Linked DNA regions of Mus musculus: region 1 is linked to region 2. Evidence: chromatin contacts called from public Hi-C data. All regions are on one chromosome and are shown on one strand. Each heading gives the region's core, a stretch centred on a gene start, on an enhancer-like site or on the middle of the called end of the contact. The rest is flanking DNA. Distances are from core to core; before and after follow the strand shown. Region 1 overlaps Lima1 (LIM domain and actin binding 1). Region 2 holds the start of Aqp5 (aquaporin 5).

What was found. A called contact is a pair of places that touch in the nucleus more often than the background predicts.
Region 1: a Hi-C map of cortical neurons shows a contact between it and region 2, with 3 times the contacts expected there. The contact joins the enhancer-like site here to the promoter of Aqp5 in region 2. A contact is called at or near these places in 7 of 39 promoter capture datasets (the C10 cell line, the HPC-7 cell line, HPC-7-derived erythroid cells and 3 more), 3 of 15 datasets of contacts at CTCF or cohesin (embryonic stem cells, large pre-B cells and stem cell-derived epiblast-like cells), 69 of 484 Hi-C or Micro-C datasets (the 63-12 cell line, the AML12 cell line, B cells and 38 more), 10 of 115 datasets of contacts at active chromatin or transcription factors (VIP interneurons, embryonic basal ganglia, embryonic forebrain and 6 more) and 3 of 9 other capture datasets (adipose tissue, embryonic stem cells and liver).

Annotation. Positions count from the first base shown.
Region 1 is chr15:99,795,552-99,800,915 of GRCm38.p6, reverse strand. It overlaps Lima1 (LIM domain and actin binding 1), which reads left to right. Exons shown (of 11, transcript NM_001113545.1): 8 at 4,117-4,174. Among named protein-coding and RNA genes, the nearest start is that of Gm25897, 4.9 kb to the left of the region's middle. Within about 2 kb of position 3,960, at least 16 of the 459 cell types and tissues checked have an H3K27ac peak or open chromatin away from gene starts, as enhancers often do. A contact at or near this core is called in VIP interneurons, cortical neurons and muscle stem cells, where this site is marked.
Region 2 is chr15:99,587,173-99,592,394 of GRCm38.p6, reverse strand. It overlaps Aqp5 (aquaporin 5), which reads right to left and starts at 1,367. Exons shown (of 4, transcript NM_009701.4): 1 at 761-1,367. The coding sequence starts at 1,123. The region is part of intron 3 of Gm34765 (a long non-coding RNA gene); the gene reads left to right.

The sequences.
Region 1 (5,364 bases), core at 2,711-5,210, 210 kb before region 2:
CAGTAGTACTCTTAACCGTTGAGCTATCTCTCCAGCCCTTGACAACACTCTTATTTGTTTGGTCTTGGCTTTGCTACAGTAGTGATTAACCCAAGGCAGTGCGCACACTAGGCAAGTGTTCTACTACTGAGTTACATCTCCAGGGCTCACTCGAGGCCGTTTAGAATCCTAGGCGGTTTGTTAAGAAGCATAGGAAATGCAAAGCTTAGAAACTAAAGGCCGGGCCAACCAGTCAGCTTCCCAGAGAAGGGCTGTGCAGGCAAAGCTGAGGACCTGAGTCCAATCCCCAGCACTAGCACCATGGAAGGAGAGATTCAACTCCTGCAAGAGAGATCTGACCTCCCAGTGTGTGCTGTAGTATGTCCTCACTCCACACATATAACAATTAATTAACATAATGGGGGCTAAACGAAAGGCTAAGCCAGGTACAGTAGCAAATACCAGTAACCCTAGAAGCAATGAAGGAAGCAAAGACCAGAGAAGCGTGAGTCTGTTTAAAACAGAAAAATAGCGGGGGCTGGAGAGATGGCTCAGAGGGTAAGAGCACTGACTGCTCTTCCAAAGGTCATGAGTTCAAATCCCAGCAACCACATGGTGGCTCACAACCATCCTTAATAAGATCTGATGCCCTCTTCTGGTGTGTCTGAAGACAGCTACAGTGTACTTAGATATAATAATAAAATAAATCTTTAAAAAAAAAAACAGAAAAATAGCACACAAACCTTTATTCTTATTCAGATTCTCCCTCCCTCCCTCCCCTCTTCTCTCTCTCTCTCTCTCTCTCTCTCTCTCTTTCCCTTCCTCCCTCCCCTCCCCCACTTCCTCCCCAAGCCATGTGGCCTTCATGTGCAGGAACACTATCAGGCTAGCCCTCCAGCATGTTAACTATCAAGAATCATTATGGTAGGTTCCCTGCGAGATGGTAGGGCCAAGGAGTTCAGAGCTAGCTAAACTGACTTCTTCAGGAAAATGGTGTCTGAGCCACGCCTTGAGGAATGTGCAGGAATAGGCCAAGGGTGTGGAGAAGTGGCATTTTAAAAGAAGAAGAAGAAGAATAGACACACGCAGGCATAGCTGAGTGCAGAGACCTGGACTGACCTCTTAGGAATGGCTGTTTGATTGATTTGGCATTCGCGTAAATAGTCAGGAATGAGAGACAGGCAGAAGGAAGAGGCCAGGGCAAGATCTGGAAAAGCCTTCTAGGCCGATCAGACATCGGTGGGAAGGCATGGGGACTGTTTCAGCAAATCACAATTAGAGGGACAACTTAGTTGTAGCAGGTAACAACTTTATGTAGACAGCATACTTGGCAACCATAGACTCCTCAAATCAATGTCAGACTGGGCTGGAGAGATGCCTCCATAGCTAAGAGCACTGGCTGTTCTTCAGAGGATCAGGGTTCAATTCCTAGCCCCCACATAGCAGCTCACAACTGTGTGTAACTCCAATTGCAGGGGAGCCAGCACCCTCTTCTGAACATACATAGTGCACATACATACATGCAGGCAAAGCACTCCTACATAGAAAATAAAAGGATCTTATAATAAGATAAACAATAAACTGTATAAGTGGGCTCTTCTTCTTTCTTTCTTTTTTTAAATGTTTTTGAGACAAGTTCTCTCCCTGTAGTCGTGGATGGCTTGGAATTGCTGGGTAGACTAGGCTAGCCTGAAACTTACAGAGATATGTCTGTCTCTGTCTCTTGACTGCTGAGACTAAAGGTGTAGTTCCCCATGCCTGCCTAGTGAAAGCTGTTTCTCAAATATAACCAGCAGATATGTTTGGAATTTTCCTTATAGTCTGTAAATTAAAAAAAAAAAAAAAATCCGCAGCATTGAAATGCCTCCCTGCTTTGTTACCTAAGGGGCGTCTCTGAAGAAATACTTATCTGGAAAATCATGGTCACGTGGTTTTAATTCTGTGTTTTGTGCTTAATTCCTGATTGTCCTCCTGCTGGTTTGATTTGAAATGAGAACTCTAGGCTGAACGGCAAGATCAGAACATTTTAATTACAGCCTAAAGGAGCACGGGGTGCAGTGAATCATAACTGGGAGAGTGGGTGGGGAGGGAAGGGGCAGAGAACAGATACTCTTCCCGCACGACCTGTGAGTCTGCGAACATGACTGTGTCCAAGTCTGTGGGATTTCAGAGCCTTGGTGCGCACCTCGCCACCACGTGCTAAGCAGTGCCTAAGCACAGTTTTAAACTTCGGTCTGCTGCAAAAGGACTCTGGTGCTATAGGAGCTGTTCTTTAAGAAAGCAAAACAGACACACACACACACACACACAAGTGGGAGGGGGCGATATTTATCCTTTGGGAATGGAAGACTGCCTTGGATCATCTGGAACCGCTACGTGGTTGCTGGAAATTGAGCCCAGGTCTTATGAAGGAGCAGCCAGTGCTCGTAACTGCAGAGCCACCTCTGCAGCCCCAAGGAAACTTTCTTGAAATACCATGCTTTGTCAAGCTGCTATTCTTCCTTCAAGGAGATGTCTGAGCATGGTCTCCGATACTCCTGCCTGGAAGTTTCTGAGTTCATGACCTCTGTCTGCCGGTGGGCAGTGATGTCAGCGTTACGTGTACCCCCACAGGTTCAAGGGGACCGGATTCAAGGGGAGAGAATATCCCAGGAAAGGTGTACCTACAGATTCTCAAGAGCTGAGCATCTTGTTTGGTTTTGGTTTTGGGTCACAGGGTCTCATGTAGCACAGGCTGTGTTAGCAAGGATGACCCTGAATTTCTGGCCCCTCCTCTCTCTGTGGTTTCTCAAGTGTTGAGATTACGGGCATGTGCCAACCTGCCAGCAGGAATGGCCTCTTTATAACCAAGCACGGCTTTCAGAGAAAAGTATTTCATGTCATCAAATGAAATGCTGCATGTGAGGCCATCAGTGCGATACTTGGCATATAGTAAACACTCGCTAAACGTCAACTGTGATTTTTCTGATTTATCCTCTGCCAAGGCAGAATTCCTGTAGTGAAAAGAGACTGGGGGTGGGAGGGGGGGAATGCTGGCATTCAGGTGTGGTCGGCCAGCCACCTAGTCTCCATTGTGAATGTATTCAGCTCATTAAAGACCTTGATATATATATACTTAAAAATAAAAGTGATATATATATATATACACTTTTATGTAAAGTTGATGGCTTCTGAGGAAGAGATATATACCTCTACATAGGGTCTGCTTCTTGTTTAAAAAAAAAAAAAACTGGAAGTTTTTTGTTGGTTTTTATTGTTCTTCCCCAACCTGATCCCACACAGACACACACACACCAACCCCGACCCTTCACCAAGGTATGGCAGTGTTTTGGTCTGTTTTCCCATACACACACACACACACACACACACGCACACGCACGGGCGCGCGCGTGTGTATGTCTATACACCATGTTTGTTCCTGACACCTGAAGTGGTCATAAAAGGTTGCTGGATCCCCTGAGACTAGAGTATTGTATTGATGATTGTGAGACACCATGTAGGTGCTGGGAATTAAATCTGAGTCTTTAAAATGAGCCCACTCTCCAAGACTGGCTCTGCTCCCCTCCCCTCCCCTCCCCTCCCCTCCCCTTCCCTCCCCTCCCCTCCCCTCCCCTCTAAGACATGGTATACTGTAGCCCAGGTTATCATCAAACTCACAACATAGCAGGGGGTTATCTTCAACTCCTGATTCCCCTGCCTCCACCTCCCAAGTCTCAACCTTTCCATAAAAAACAGGAAAATAAGAGTAAGAATAACCCCTGGGTTTAAATACTTTCCTTTCCCTTGCCACGGAGTGTACTTGGCGCCATCTGAGGGGGGGTTGTTCTTAATGCCGGGGGGGGGGGGTGTTCTTCCTAAGATATGGCGTGAAAGTTCTTTATGAGGGAGATGATACCGGCTTGGCAGCTGAGTGCTGTCTGCTCTAGTGTTCCTCTGTAATTGAGAGGCACGTTAATATCCTCATAAAAGACATTTTGCTGCCTGTTGTTTAAATGCTCAGCTGTTCTGGGGCCGTTACTTCCCTGCAGGCTGCCAGTGACTAACTGGAGTCAGCAGGATTTTATGGAACTGGCACCGGTTTGCGCTTGTATTTTTAATGCGCTTCTTAATCCTCCTTAATCTTTTTTATTCTTGTAGGTTTCTACAACTGAGAATAGTCTAGTGGCCCTCTCTGTCCCTGCTGAAGATGACACCTGTAAGCATTTGCTCCGAGCTCTGTGGCGGGGTCCTCCTCCCCCTGCTATCGTCTGTAGAGAATGTACCAAACCTAGCAACCAATCTCATCAGGGTCTGGGTGCTAAGGGCTGGTGCTGGAACACCCTTCACACATTCATAGTTTAGGGAGAAGTTAAACACTGTTAGCCAGCAGTGGTGGCACACACCGGTAACCCCAGCATTAGGAAGGGTGAGGCAGGCAGATCTCTGTGAGTTCAAGACCAGCCTGGTCTACAGAGTGAGTTCTACAGAGTGAGTTCCAAGACAGCCAGGCCTACACAGAGAAACCTCATCTTGAAAAGCCAAAAAGAAAAAGAAATTAAATATGGTTAACATGAGAGAAAAAGAATATTTTAATTTTTGAGGTTTTCATTTATTGTGCATGGGTGTTTGCCTGAAATACATTTGTGTACCACAAGCCTGTAGTATCGATCAAGGCCAGAAGATGGCATTAGATCCCTTGGGTCTGGAGGAGTAGCCAGCACTCTTAACTGCTGGGCCATTGCTCCAGCCCTCACTGAAAGAATATTTTTAACAACACTTCTCTCATTGAACTTATCCTGTTTCTGTACCAGACTCTTCCAAGTCCGAAGCTACATAAGCAGATCTTGACGTTTTACTTTGACAGAGGTTGTTCAAGAGAGATGGATTAATTTTGGAAGAACATTTTAAAGGCCTAAGGATTTTTTTCTACTTAAGTGCTAAATTTTCATACTTTTATCCTGTTTTGGAGTATTTTAAGCCTGATTTCTCAAAGATAAAAGGTTTGAGAGATGGCTCGGCGTTAAAGAGTACTGTCTGCTCTTTCAGAGGTCCTGAGTTCAATTCCCCGCAACCACACGGTGGCTCATAACCATCTGTAATGGGATCTGACGCCCTCTTTTTGTGTGTGTATATGAAAACGGATACAGTGTACTCATATATAAATAAAAATAAATACATTTTTAAAAAAAGGTTTGGGGTTGACTTGGCTCTTACCACCTCTGATTTTCTTTTTCTTTTTTTTTTTTTGTTTTTTGTTTTTTTTTTTTTTGTTTTTTTGTTTTTCGAGACAGGTTTTCTCTCTGTAGCCCAGGCTGGCCTAGAACTCACTTTGTAGACCAGGCTGGCCTCAAACTCAGAAATCTGCCTGCCTCTGCCTCCCGAGTGCTGGGATTAAAGGTGTGTGCC
Region 2 (5,222 bases), core at 118-2,617:
ATGAGCTGGCATTTACCCTCCCTCCTGTGGGCAGCTGCCCAGTTTGCCTACTGCAAACAGCCCCTGGCCTCCTATCCATGCCTGACCCGCTGCCGGTGCCAACTTCAAACCCGTCTCTCCAGTGTGTCTGACTCACAGCTTGACAATGGCCGAGAAAATCCTCCTCTGTGTTTGATTAATGAGCCCAGTTCACATGGGACAGGGGGCTGAATCTAGGGCTGCAAAGATGGAGAGACAGCAGGGGGGCAGGAGCAGGGGTTACAAAAGGGGGAGCCAGCACTGGGGGTGCATCACATCATGGCTTCTAAGTGTAATCCCCAGGGCACTGGCTGTGCTCTGATCACCTCCATGTCATGGGTAGTAAACTGGAAGCCCAGGGAGATCACGGTTGCTCCAGACCTCCATCCATCACTATCCATGGCTCCTTGGTGGGTCCCTTAAAACTACACCACCAAGGGGGGTCACAAGAAAGAAGTCACAGGTGAGATTAGAGATGGAAGGGATGTTTTGGCGGCCCTGGGGAGTTAGGCCAGGGAATGCAGCATAGGAGAGGGAGGGGTAGATGAGGGAGAATGTGAAGAGAAGCCAGGACCCGGGAGCACTGAGGTTGGCCAGGAGGTTGGTCAGCCTGCTCTTACTGGCTAAGTTATGCCCTGGTGTTTTGGTTGTACCCATTCTCAAGATGGAGGAGCATGGAAGGTCTGGTCTGAAATGTCCCCAGGGTCCCTGCCCATCCCTCCACAGTCTGGTGGACACTCACCGCATTGACGGCCAGGTTACCCCGGGCATTGCCTGGCGCCAACCAGTACAGGATGCCTGCTCCAGCAATGGCACCCACCAGCTGGGCTGCCACGTAGAAGATGGCTCGGAGCAGAGAGATCTGGTTGCCTATTAAGAGGGCCAGAGTAATGGCCGGATTGATGTGGCCACCACTCACAGGTCCCAGGGCTTGGGCCAAGGTACCTATGGCCAGGCCAAAGGCTATGGAGATCTGCAGAATGGTGGGCAGCGCCGAGGGCCACTTGAGTGCCGAGCCCAGGCCAAAGAAGACGAAGATGAGGGTGGCCAGGAACTCTGCGAACACGGCCTTGAAGAAGGCAACTGAACACACCTCCTTCTTCATGGTGGCCTTGGGGGCCCGGTGGCAGCGGCTGCGTCGCGGGGCGGCCGTCGGGGCGGCGCTGGCAGCGGCGGGCGTCTGTCTGCGGGGCTCTGCGCGACGTGCGGTGCCCACTCCGTGGCAGGCGGCCTGGCGCGGACCGGGCAGGGGCGCGCTATATAGAGGGCGCGCGCCCCGCGGCGGGCAGAGCGCGGGGGGGCCGGGGGCGGCTCCCGCGCCCAGAGGCCAGCGCAGCGCGCAGGGAGCGAGCCTGGCGGGCGCGCGCTCGCAGCCCCCCGCCCCGCGCACCCCCGGCCCCCCGGCCGCACAGCGGCGGACCCGCCCGGGCCACGTGACCCACGCGGCAGTGTAGACTGGCCCGGCGGTCTGGGTCGCGCGCATCGTGCGCTCAGCGCTGCTCCCGCGCCCTCCTGGTCGACGTGCGTGCTGGGCTCTCCTGGCGGCTGAGCGCGGTCCCGGCTCTCCTCTCGCACCGAGCTCTGGAAGTCCCTCTCCGGCCGGCCTTTACCGGCGTCCGGGGCCGGCCGGCAGCCTTCCCCTTTTCTCCTCCTTGGGCTCGCGCGACCGGAGCATCTTGACCCGGTCGGTCTCACCCACGGACGGGTCAGAGTGATGAGAGTCTCTGAGGACAGCGCCTCTTAGCTCCTTATCCGCCCGTGGCGGGGGCGGTTCGGCGATCGTGGGCCTCTCCCCGGTCCAGCCCGGCAGGAGCGGGGGCGTTGGATCGGGAGTACAGTGCCAGCCTGCTCTGCGCTCGGCAATCCTCGACGCCGCGTGTGGCGGTGCCTCTAGGCAGCGGGCTCTAGGAGGCGTTCTCAGTGGTAGCCCTTGGGGACCCTGGGGTGGTGATCAATTTGGGTTGTTTGGGCTTAGGGAAGTGCCTGAGACTGGGGTCAGAGGAAAGGGTCTTGGCCTCTTCTGTTTTCAACCCAGAACTCCATCACTTTAGTCACACTAGACCTCCGGAGTGGCTGTTTGCTTCTTGTCCCTGTTGGTCTTTCTCCCAACGTGACAGTCTCAGTACCCCCATCCCCACCTCTCTTTGTCTCTCTGTCTCTTTCTGTGTCTCTGGCCCTCTCCCTCCATGTGTTCCTGCGTTTCTGCGCCCTCTCCCCACCAGTCTTTTAGCCTTGTCTCTTTTCCTCAGTCTATCACCCTTTGACTTCTGAGTCTTCCTCTTTCTGCCTGTCTCTCTGACTCTTCGTTTCTACGTTTTCTTCCTTTTTTTTAAAACGAGCTGTCCATTACTGTTTCTAGCTCTATCTAGTTCGCCTGCCTTTAGCCTCTTTCAATCTGCAGGTCTTTGTTTCTGCCGGCCTATCTCACTTTCTAGTTTGCACACTCATACAGTTGGTTTTTCTCGTCCCCACCCCCACTCCATCAAGTCCTTGCACTCTTGGACTGGCCAACACATTTTTCTAGTTCCCAGCTTCCTCTTGTCCTTTTTTTCTTTGGGCTTCCAGACCCTCTCCATTGCTTCTCCCAACCCTCCACCTTCCCCCTCCGCAGGTTTGGCATGTGTAGAAGGAGATTGGAGGGAGGACCTTCTAGGGTTTGGGGGCAGGGCAAGGACCCATCCTCAGGATCCCAGAAAAAGAGCTGCACTCCCTCTACCCCGTACGGTTAGTGTTTGAGCACTTTGCACCGTTGCACCGTACCAGCCATAGAGCAAGGCCCAGGAAAGTCACCTCATGTCTTGGTCAGTTTTAAAAGCCTCCTAGGGTAATTGAGCCCTAGGGTGCAACAGAGGAAGAGAAAAGATACACGTGTCCAGCAGGGGCTGAGGGTGGAGCCTAAGGAAAAGCAAGAACGGGGAGGAGGAACTTTGGGCCAGGTGGCAGCTAAGAGGCCAAAGAAAACAGGGTCCAAAGAAACCCCACTATTGTTCCCGTTCTGCCTGGCATTTCCTGCTGAGCGGCTCTTCCCCAACGGCCCTGGTCAGGTGGACTGTTCTTTTCTCCGGAGTCGCAGGGCTATGCCCCCAGCAGAGCAGGGCAGTGCCTCCAGGATCAGAGACCTTCAGGCCAGACATCTTCCTGTGGCTGCAACTCAATTTCCTTCCCCGGCCACCCTCCCTCTTTTTGAATGCATCTTCTCTGCCCAGGCACAGTCTTCCTGGATCCATAGGTCTCACAATCTGTCCTTTTAGAGCGGGCTGGTCTCATGTGCTGCCTGGGAATTTGAGCCTTCTCTTTCCCAGCTAACAAAGGACCGAGAACTTGTTCTGGCTGGGAATATAGCTCAGTGGTAGAGTTCTTGCCTAGCATATGAAGGGCCCTAAGTTCAATGCCCAGTACTGGGGGATAGGGGAGAAAAGCTAGTTTTGGCCAGGCATGGTAGCTGTTATTTCCAACCTTCAGGAGGCAGAGACAAGCAGATTGCTGAGTTCAAGGACAGACTGATCTACATAGTGAGTTCTAGGTCACCCAAAGGCTACATAGTAAGACCCTATCTCAAAAACAAACAAAACAAACAAAAGAACTAGTTCTTGACATTTTATGGATTAAAAATATAGATTTGAATTGTCTCTACTTTGAAAGTGATTTAATTTCAAGCAACTTTGTGAGGAGTCCAGAAGTCAGAAGTCACTGGCTCAGGCTGGGATGGAGACCACAACGTGCCACACAGACTTGGTCACAAGGAGTCGTTTTGGTGTAACTAAGGAGGCTCCATCTGTCAAGGTTACCCCGAGTGGCAGCCGATTCTGTTTCCAAGGCTGTGTCTGAGATCTTTTCATATCTCTGACCATCAGTCAGGGTCACCAGATCTCTTACTGGGGACAAGGTGTGATAGAATTACTGGTAAATTTTGGGGAATATGGGAAGAGAAAGGAACCCCTGGCCACCCTTGCCCTAGAGTGTGGGCGAAGCTCCCGCCAGCTGAGAACAGTAAATGCCAACACATTTAGCAACATCTGCTTAAGGCCTTTTTCCTCTCACAGTGTAAATGCTCAGTTTCCTAGGTCTCTCAGGAAGGACCCCATTCACCATGAAAAGCTATCCTAGCCAACTTGTGAAGTCGTGGTATCTGTTGCCCGTTCCTTATCTCACTGTAACCCCATCTAAGGCTCCTCTGAAGCCACTTAATAGTCTGTTATAGAAGGGGGGACTCACTGGCTCAGAGTCACTAACTCCAAGGCAATAAACATTTGCTTAAGGCTTCTTCCTGCCCTGTTGTAAACCTGTAATTTTCTAGGAATCTCACCAGAAACACCCTTTACAGTAAAACAATGCATTCTATTCCCCCCCCCCCCCACCGCCACCCTAGTGGTTTCTGGTTTTATTTTATCAGATTGTAATCCTATCTCTCCAGTGCCACCTCCAGAGCCACCTTGAAATCTCATTTATTGAAGAAAAACCAGTTTCTTAGCAACCCTCTGAGAGTCACCAAAATGTTATGTATGGTGACTACGTAGACATGTCATTGGGACTCTTTATGGAGAAGTCCATACCCACCCACTCAGGGGTCTCAGTTTTTTCTTTCTCTTAATGGACTCCAACTCTGTTTCATGCTGGCTTCTCCTGGAGTTCTTTTCTGTGTCGAAGCCAAGGATCCAATTTTAACTAAACATTAAGGGAACTCAGGCACTTTTGGGTAACAATGGGGCTGTGATTCTGTCCCTTCCTCTGCTGTCATAGATACTATTCTTTAGAACTGGGCACTGGAGAGATGGCTCTGTGGTTAAAAGCACTGGCTGCTCTTCCAGAGGACCTGGGTTTGTTTGATTCCCAGTGCCCACATGGCAGCTCACAATAGTCTGTAACTATATCTGAGGGATGTCCTCTTCTGGCTTCTGTGGGCACCAAACACTCACATGGCGCACAGACATATATGCAGGGAAATGTTCACAACACATAGGACAAATGTAATAATAATAATAATAATAAATAATAATAATGATAATAATGTCTTTGCCTTGTGCACTCAAGGTCCTGGCCTTCCTGCTCAAAGGAAGCCCCCCTGGGAACTTTTGGGCTGGGAAGGATGGCTTCCCACTTATGGTAGAGGGACTAGAATCTTTCAGAGAAAGGCCTTTGTTCCATCTCTCCTCATCAGGGAACCTCTAGATTCCCTGGGTGGAAATGCTGGGGACCTGGGACTG